Regions from separate parts of the Gossypium hirsutum genome. Here region 2 is linked to region 1. A link is a contact called in public Hi-C data. All regions are on one chromosome and are shown on one strand. The core of a region is the stretch at or near the end of the contact, and the rest is flanking DNA. Distances in the headings are between cores, read along the strand shown.

Region 1 (4,082 bases), core at 1,045-3,544:
AGTGATCAAATTGACTTACCTAGTAAAGCTTAAGGCTTCAAAAAACCCCAATTTTCCTTTTTATTTTTCTTTCCTTCCTTTCTCTCATTCTCTGTTTCTTTTTCTTTCTTTTTCTTTTGTTTTACTTTATATATATATAATATATAATAACAATAATAATAATGACTTTATTAAATATCTACTTAATATCAAATATTTATTTTACACTTGGGCATACATATATTATTACATTTGTATTTCATCCTCACCATACACTTGTCATTTTACATTTATTTATCATATAAATATATTATAATATAATTATTTATTTAATAAATATCTTTCACTAAATAATAAATATCCATTTAATATCAAATACATATATTACAAATGTATGTATTTTTTTATTAATACATTTGTACCAAATCATTACCATACACTTGTCTTTATTTAATCTATTCATCATATAATATCAATTTAATAATAATAAATACATTAATTATTTACTTAAATAATAAGTAAATACATACATGTATTACAAATGTATGTATAATACTTATTACACATGTATTTTATTTTTTCCATACACTTGGCACTCCTTTGGCTTATTTATTTATTTAGTCCTTTCAATTTTTTTATCCTATAATTAAACTTTCACACTTCATTCAATTTAATCCTTTTATTTAATTATCTTTATTTAAGCTAATTTGCTTCATTAAACTTTAATTAATCACTCTCTTAACTTCGTAAATATTTATAAATATTTACGAATCTATTTTTCAGAAACGGAGACCCGGAAATGCACTTTTTTGATAACTATAAAAATTTTCAGGGTATTAATCTTTCAGTATTTGAAATTTGCTCCCAACTTGAATCAAAGGAAAGAGTTAGCATCATTGGAATTCAGTCACAAATCAATTTATAATTTTACATGATTAAAAAGATAGGATCATCTAAATATTTCCTTCACAAATGGAGTTCTCATGAATTAAAAATTGCAATTAAGCCTGTATTAATTAGCCCAAAAATGTAATGAGATAAAACAATTGTTTGGACTCCACAAAAAAGAAAAACTAAGGAGCTTCCAAACCTAAAATATAGAGATGGAAAGAAAAGGACTATTAAATTCTTAGATTGCTGTTGAAATATGCTGCAAATCCCTGTATTTGAATGAATTTGAGACTTTATTCATTTACCTACAAAATTGAAAATTAAATCTCTTACCTTTTTATTTAAAAATCCTAATATAGTTTCCTTTCCTATCAAAACTTACCATCAATCCACTCATATTATGAACTTAACAACCATACTAAATTACAATAAAATACAATCAAAACCCGTCGGAATCAATCATTACAAGTACTAATTGGAATCAAATCGACAAACCAGAACACCCACACGCATGGTAGGATAAAAGTAAACTTAATCATTTACTTAAAACATAGAAATTAAATCTCTTAATTTTTATTTAAAAATCCTAATCAAATTATTGATAATTTTCATCAAATTTTACAATCCATACACCCATACTATAATTTCATAAGCAAATTGAACTCAAACTAACAAACTAAGTACACCACATGATAGAATTTGAAACTAGACCTCAATTTCCCGATACCTTGCCATTAAGCCGCCTCATAGGCACTTACTATAATTTAAATAGTAATAGAATTTTTTTAAAATTTTTAACGTTTTAAATCTCAAACATTATCAAACTACAAAGGCAACAGATTTTGAGCTAAATAAAATACTAAGAAAGAGATGAGATTGTAACATACTTGCGGAGAGCAGGGGCCATTTTATTAGTGAGAGTGCCAGCAACGATCATGCAATCGGATTGGCGAGGGCTAGGCCTGAAAATGACACCAAAGCGATCGAAATCATAGCGAGAAGCGCCGGTGTGCATCATTTCAACAGCGCAGCAAGCAAGGCCAAAGGTCATGGGCCAGATGGAACCACGACGGGCCCAGTTCAAGAGGTCATCGACCTTGGAGATCACGTATTCGGCGGTCTTGGAGATGCCAGGGGGAGGACCGGGGGTAGAAGGAGGAGGAGAAGGGCGAATATAAGTGGTTGGGGTGGTGGAGGAGAAAGAGAGAGCCCGTTGTGCAAAGAGGAGGTGGGGGAGGCGATTGGCGGTGGCTCGGGTGATTAGGGACATGGGTCGGTGAGTTTTAGAAATTTGGGAAAGCTTTGATTCGGTGACAATTCTCAATTCTGGGCTCACGTTGCTTCTGCTGCTTATCGTTTGGTTTTAGTAGTTGTTTGAATTTGTTAGCAAGCACGCCTGGGCTGGGCCGGGCTCGTCTCAGATCCGGTAGGAAAGGTGGAGAGGTTAAATTTATATAATTTTATATTTATTGATTTCTTTATAAAAATACTAAATATTAAAAAATTACTAACTTTTTTATAAAATTATTAATTTAAAAATAATTACTGAATTTCTTATCATGTAAATTACTAAAATTCTTATAAAATTATTAAATCTCCTACAACTTTGTAATTTTTATTTATTTTTGTATTTTTTATAGCTACAAGTACCGTCATTTGCCTTATAATCTCAGTATTTCTCAGGCCGAAAGTAATATTCAAAGTGAAATTATCTCAACCAATTTCTTATCTAAATATCTAACAAAAATTTCCATATATTTTAAATAAAATAAAAGCTTCAAACTATTATTTTTTGCATTTTTTTTAATCTTATAAACCAACATTTTATTTAATTAATTACTTATATTTCAAATTTTGTATAATTATTGTATTCACATAAAACTAAAAAAATTATTTTTTATAAATTTCATAAAAGGAAAAATTAGCATTTTTGTAAAAGATTAAGAGAAAGTAAAATCTTAATATTTACAAGTAAAATCTTAATATTTACTTGTAGTGTGTGTTTTTTTTTAACTTTTTTTTAAGTAACAGTACTTGTTTTTTTTTTTTTTTGAAAAGAAAGTAACAGTACTTGTTGTGAAGTAGAGAAAGGGAACGTAAAGAAATATTTAAATTTATTTTATTATTGAAATAAAAAAAATGGACATAAAATATATCGTTTTAATTTTTTTCAAAAACATACAAAAAGGTTTTTTCCACTTATTGCTTATTTGAGCTAGCATTTTTACCAGGAGCAGTGGTTTCTTGAATGTATTTGATTGAGTGGAAAAATAATAAGATAAAAAGAGAAAATGTAAAAGTGTAAAAAGAAACAAAAAAGAATAATTGGTTGAAAAGAAAAGTGAGGAAATAAATAAGCGAGATTCAACTTTTCATTTTAATGGATAAAAGCAAATTCTCTTAAATTATAATGATAAAAATGATAGAAAATAGAAGAAATGTGCATATCAATTCAAAATTACACATTTTTCAAAAGCTTCATATTTTTTCCTCTCATTTTTTAACAATACCAAGCAATAGCAAAAAAAAACCATTTTTTTAGAAAAAGAAGAGAATAAATTTCTCGTTTTTATACCACATATCCTATTATTGATACCAAAAACAAAATGATTTTTAGAATTTTTAAAAATCAATTTTTTTTAGAAATTCACTTTTAATAAGATTTGAGTATTTTTTTTTAATTCTCTCACCTTTCGTATTAAATATAAATATGAAAAGATAAATTATATTTTTCAAATTTCTTGTTTTGTATTCCTTCAATTTTCCATTTTTCCACCCTTTCCACCCTACTTTATTCCAAGTCTTTTGGTTGAATGGGAATGGAACATATTGTCCTAGTATGTGCTGCAAACGCTAGCAATGCTTGTACAAAAAGGCCAGAGGCACGAAATGTACATTTTACTGTTTGGTTGAAATTAGACTTAAAACCATAAATTATTATTTAAATTACACAAATTTTTAAATATAATTAAATTAATATTTATTTATTTTTATTATAAATGATACTTAATTTATACTTCATTATTCTAAGAAGTAATTTTAATAACCATATAATTTGAGTAGCACTTAAGAAAAAAATAGTTAGATAAACTACACTTAAAGTCACTAAACTATTAGTAAATTTATGTTTTGGTCACTCAATTTAAAAAAGTTATAAAAGCGGTCACTAAATTATTCACAAAAAATTATTAAATCACTGTGATGTTAAAATC
Region 2 (4,082 bases), core at 606-3,105, 410 kb after region 1:
GGACTGCACATGTATGTTGTACACTCTTTTCTCAAGCTCTTGCAATTCAGGATCAAGCAACCGGTTAACCAAAATTACTTCATAATCAACATTTTCTAACACTGATACTACTTGAAGATCAACCAAAGATGGCATCTTCCCTTCCAGACCAAGCGTTGAGGCAATGCCATACACGTCATAAAATCCATCCACAATTTTTTCATCATAGTTTACAACATTATAGTTCTGTGAATAACACATAACATATGAATTAGTTTTCCATTTAAAAAAAAAAAAAGAAATCAACTAATGGGTCCTGGCACTTGTTTCACAGAAGACATGAACAGGATCCTTTCATCCAGTACAGCTAATCAAACAGAGGAAAATTAATTAATTCAGTAAAAAAATCAATGGTAAAAGCTAACATCAAGTAGTATTCATACAAGTATTCATATCCATATCCGCAGTTACTAAAAAACATTCTACCTTAATAATTGAACGAAAAAAAAAATAATTGTATTAACAGGAAAGGTAAAATTAATGCTCCCTGCTAATAGAACAAGAAACATACATGTAAAGTTACTTTATAGCAATAAACCATAAGGAAAAAGGCTTACCAATTAGCTATATTTAAAAAGGACTCTGGCATTATATAGCAGAGATTAAAAAACCCAAACCGCCATGCCTATAAGATAAAGGAAATTTTCATATAATAGAGACACAACCCGTAGCAGGCTAGTGAGCGGCAAATCTTCAAGTAGTAGAACGATGAGCAATTATCAGAGAAAAATCAATAAAAAACCAGAAAGGATGTACCATGCTACATTTAGCAAAACTTCAATTAATAGAAGTAGAAAGATTAATTGAGCTTCGACATGCAAACCAAAAGCATCTGTCAAAAGAAACAATAAAAAAGAAAGCTTTAACAAGTTTTTTTTTTATCAGAATCAATCAATGACTAATGAAAATGACGTGGAAAGCTAAGGATATCCAAAATTACTACCGGAAAGAGGAATTCTGGAAAAGTGATCCGCAGTTGAGGACTCCTCGTGTTTAAAATGCAAATGAAAATGAAAATGGAATCAAATAAATAAATAAATAAACATAGTAGCAATTTGTATAAGAAGGAAACATGAAATGCAATCAGAATTTATGAATAAAAGAAAACAAATGTCATAAGAAAAAAAAATCATAAATTATATAACACGTTTAGATATCATAACCAATTCAAACAAGAAATGCAATTTCGATAACCTAAAACTGAAAGATATAATAAAGTTTTTAAATATATAAAGTAAGAAAGAATATATTACCCAATAACGAAGCGAGAGTAACTCCACGAAAGTGCCGGCTCCGCTAAATCTTTTAGCAGCGTCGATATGAGCCGTCTCGGGATCCGAGGCACTGATCGCCAAAGCCAACTGCATCTGAAACTCTTCTTCCAATAAATTAAAATCCACCTCGTCACCAGCCGTCCGATCTCCCCCGGCCGATTCAACGGCCCCAATTCTCCCCAATGTACCTGAACCAACAGAAGACGCCGAAGAAGAAGAAAAGGAAGACGCCGTTTCTTGTCCCGTTGAATTCGTACTCGGACTTGAGCTGACCACGGGCTGCGTCTCCGTCAACCGTTGGTGCTCATTTAAACCGCCGCCGATATGGAGTTTCCTTAATAAATGCTTCATTTTCGGCATCGATCATCAACGGCGACTTTTTTCCCGTTCTCCGTTTCTTTTATAAATTTCTTTTTCTTTTTCCTTTTTTGAAAATTTGTTATTGTTTTTATTTTTTTTTAATTTCTTATTCTATTTCTATTATTCCATCTGCAGACTTAACCTACGCCCACTGGTTTAAAAGCATACTCGCTTAAGCTGCGCACTCTTCTCCGCTAAGCTACCCGTAATTGAAAAGACTTTTAAATTAACCGCTCACCCATTCCCTCCAACACACACACTCTCAAATTTAATAATTAATTAATCAATTAATTCTACTTCTTCTTCCCTTGATAGTACTATTTATACATAACCTTTTCCCCTCCATTTTTTATGTCTTGCTCTTTCAATTCTAAATGTAAAGCTTGAAATCCTCACCCATAAAATAATTATTTTTTTATATAATTTATTGTTGATTAAAATATATTGAAGAAAGAAATTGAAATTATCTGGGATTAAATCTAAATTCGTATATTTATAACATAATATTCTTGGGACTACCAAATCAAGAGATTGTTGACTAAATTTTTAAATATTATTATTTACAATTAAAATATAACATATCCATATTTAAACTAAAATATAAGATTAGTACTAATAAAATAACAATGATACCACATGTACAATAAATGAAATACCTATATTTAATTGAGAAGTGAAAAGCATATATATATATATATTACTTGCGAAACAATCCGTTCGTGCAACCTATCAATTACATACATGATCTATTTATTTATTTGTGAAAGGAAAGTTGAAGAATTATTACGATAAACAACCCTTTGACCTATGAACGGTTGATGGCTTAGCCAACCCAAAATAACAAATATATATTTTAAAAACCCAAGTTGAAGTTATGGTTTGAGAGTTTGAGAAGTTTCTAAGAAGGAACCTGTTCTTTGTAAATATTGCGACTTCACTTGAAGAACAAGTTTGGAAACAAAATGGCATGTGTCTCCACGCTTGGTCCCATATTTTTGTTTTAGGTTACGTTTAGGGGTGGCGCTATAAATTATTATTATTATTATTATTATTATTATTACAACAGTATATAAATTTTAATGTTTTTAAATAATACAAATTTTATTTTCAAAGTTACTAAATTAATTAAGTCAAATATGAGAACAAAAAACTTTAGAGACCAATCAATTGCATTTTTTTTCAATTTAACCCGTTTGCTTCTATCACAAACTTAATAAAAATAGACTAAAATAAGTAAATTTAATTAGTTGAATTATTATTTTGAAAGTTTTAAAAGTTAAGTGACTACAAAAGAAACTTAAGCATAATTGTGTGTCCTGTAATGAAGTTTATCCTAATATCTAATACAAGTAAATTTAGATATTCTAATTACTATTCGCAACAGATACAGTGTAAATAACAAATTCACTCTTGAGAATATTTAATGGATTGGAATATATAAATTCTTTAATTAATTCGAATTCAAACACACATGTATCCAACTATGATATTTGATTTAAGGGTAAATTATAAAATAGTCACTTTTGTTTATCTCATATTATATTTTAATCACTTATGTTTGAAATGTTATGTTTTAATCACTTACGTTATCGTTTTGTTATAAAGTGGTCACTTTACCGTTAAACTTTATTACCTCTTTAACGATAGTTCCTTATGACAGTCTAAATGAGTTTTAAATATCAACTTGGATATTCAGTTGCTAAGATGAAAATAGATTTTTAATTAAATAATTTTAATTTGGACTACCACGTAGGACTACTGTTAGGGAGCTAACGAAGCTTAATGGTAGAGTGACCACTTCGTAAAAAATGATAACATAAATAAATAAAACGTAACATTTCAAAAATGAGTGACTAAAATATAATTTGAGGTGTAACTTAATTTAATATAGTTAATTTTCTTAATTTGGCTTATTGTTTTGGATAGGAAAAACCTTTGAAATAGCTTTGCTTTTGCTATCAAAAGTAATTAAAAGCAATGTATTGTTGACACACTCTTAAATTGATTCAAATGTTTTGTTTAAATTTGAATATTTTATAAAGAAATTTTTTATCTATAAATTATTATTTACTTCATTGTAGTTATTTTTGGTTTCTTTCGCTTTGAAATTTATTTAACATAATTCTTATAGATATAAAGCATTGATTAAATGAATTTATATGAGATAATTGTAAGATTTAATCTTAATATATATCTAAATATTTTTGGATATTTTTCTGATGGTCACTAAACTAACTATAAATACGACAAAGGTAAACACACCTATCGAACAATAGTATAGTTATGGTGAGTAGGGAAGATCGTATCTACGAGAACTAAAAGTACTAGTAATTACTGTTTTTCTATTATCTAGCCGACAAATTAGGGTGATCTGTTTTAATCTAAAATTACTAAACTAATTTATCTAAG

What was found. A called contact is a pair of places that touch in the nucleus more often than the background predicts.
Region 2: a contact with region 1 is called in a Hi-C map of leaf, with 2.3 times the contacts expected there. The contact joins the promoter of LOC107962871 here to the promoter of LOC107961658 in region 1. A contact is called at or near these places in 3 of 34 Hi-C or Micro-C datasets (all in leaf).

What each region holds. Positions count from the first base shown.
Region 1 is chrA06:30,928,983-30,933,064 of Gossypium_hirsutum_v2.1, forward strand. LOC107961658 (NADH dehydrogenase [ubiquinone] iron-sulfur protein 7, mitochondrial) reads right to left here and starts at 2,295. Exons shown (of 2, transcript XM_016897729.2): 1 at 1,758-2,295. The coding sequence starts at 2,140.
Region 2 is chrA06:31,337,694-31,341,775 of Gossypium_hirsutum_v2.1, forward strand. LOC107962871 (probable serine/threonine-protein kinase SIS8) reads right to left here and starts at 1,856. Exons shown (of 13, transcript XM_041115744.1): 1 at 1,293-1,856; 2 at 1-225. The coding sequence starts at 1,673.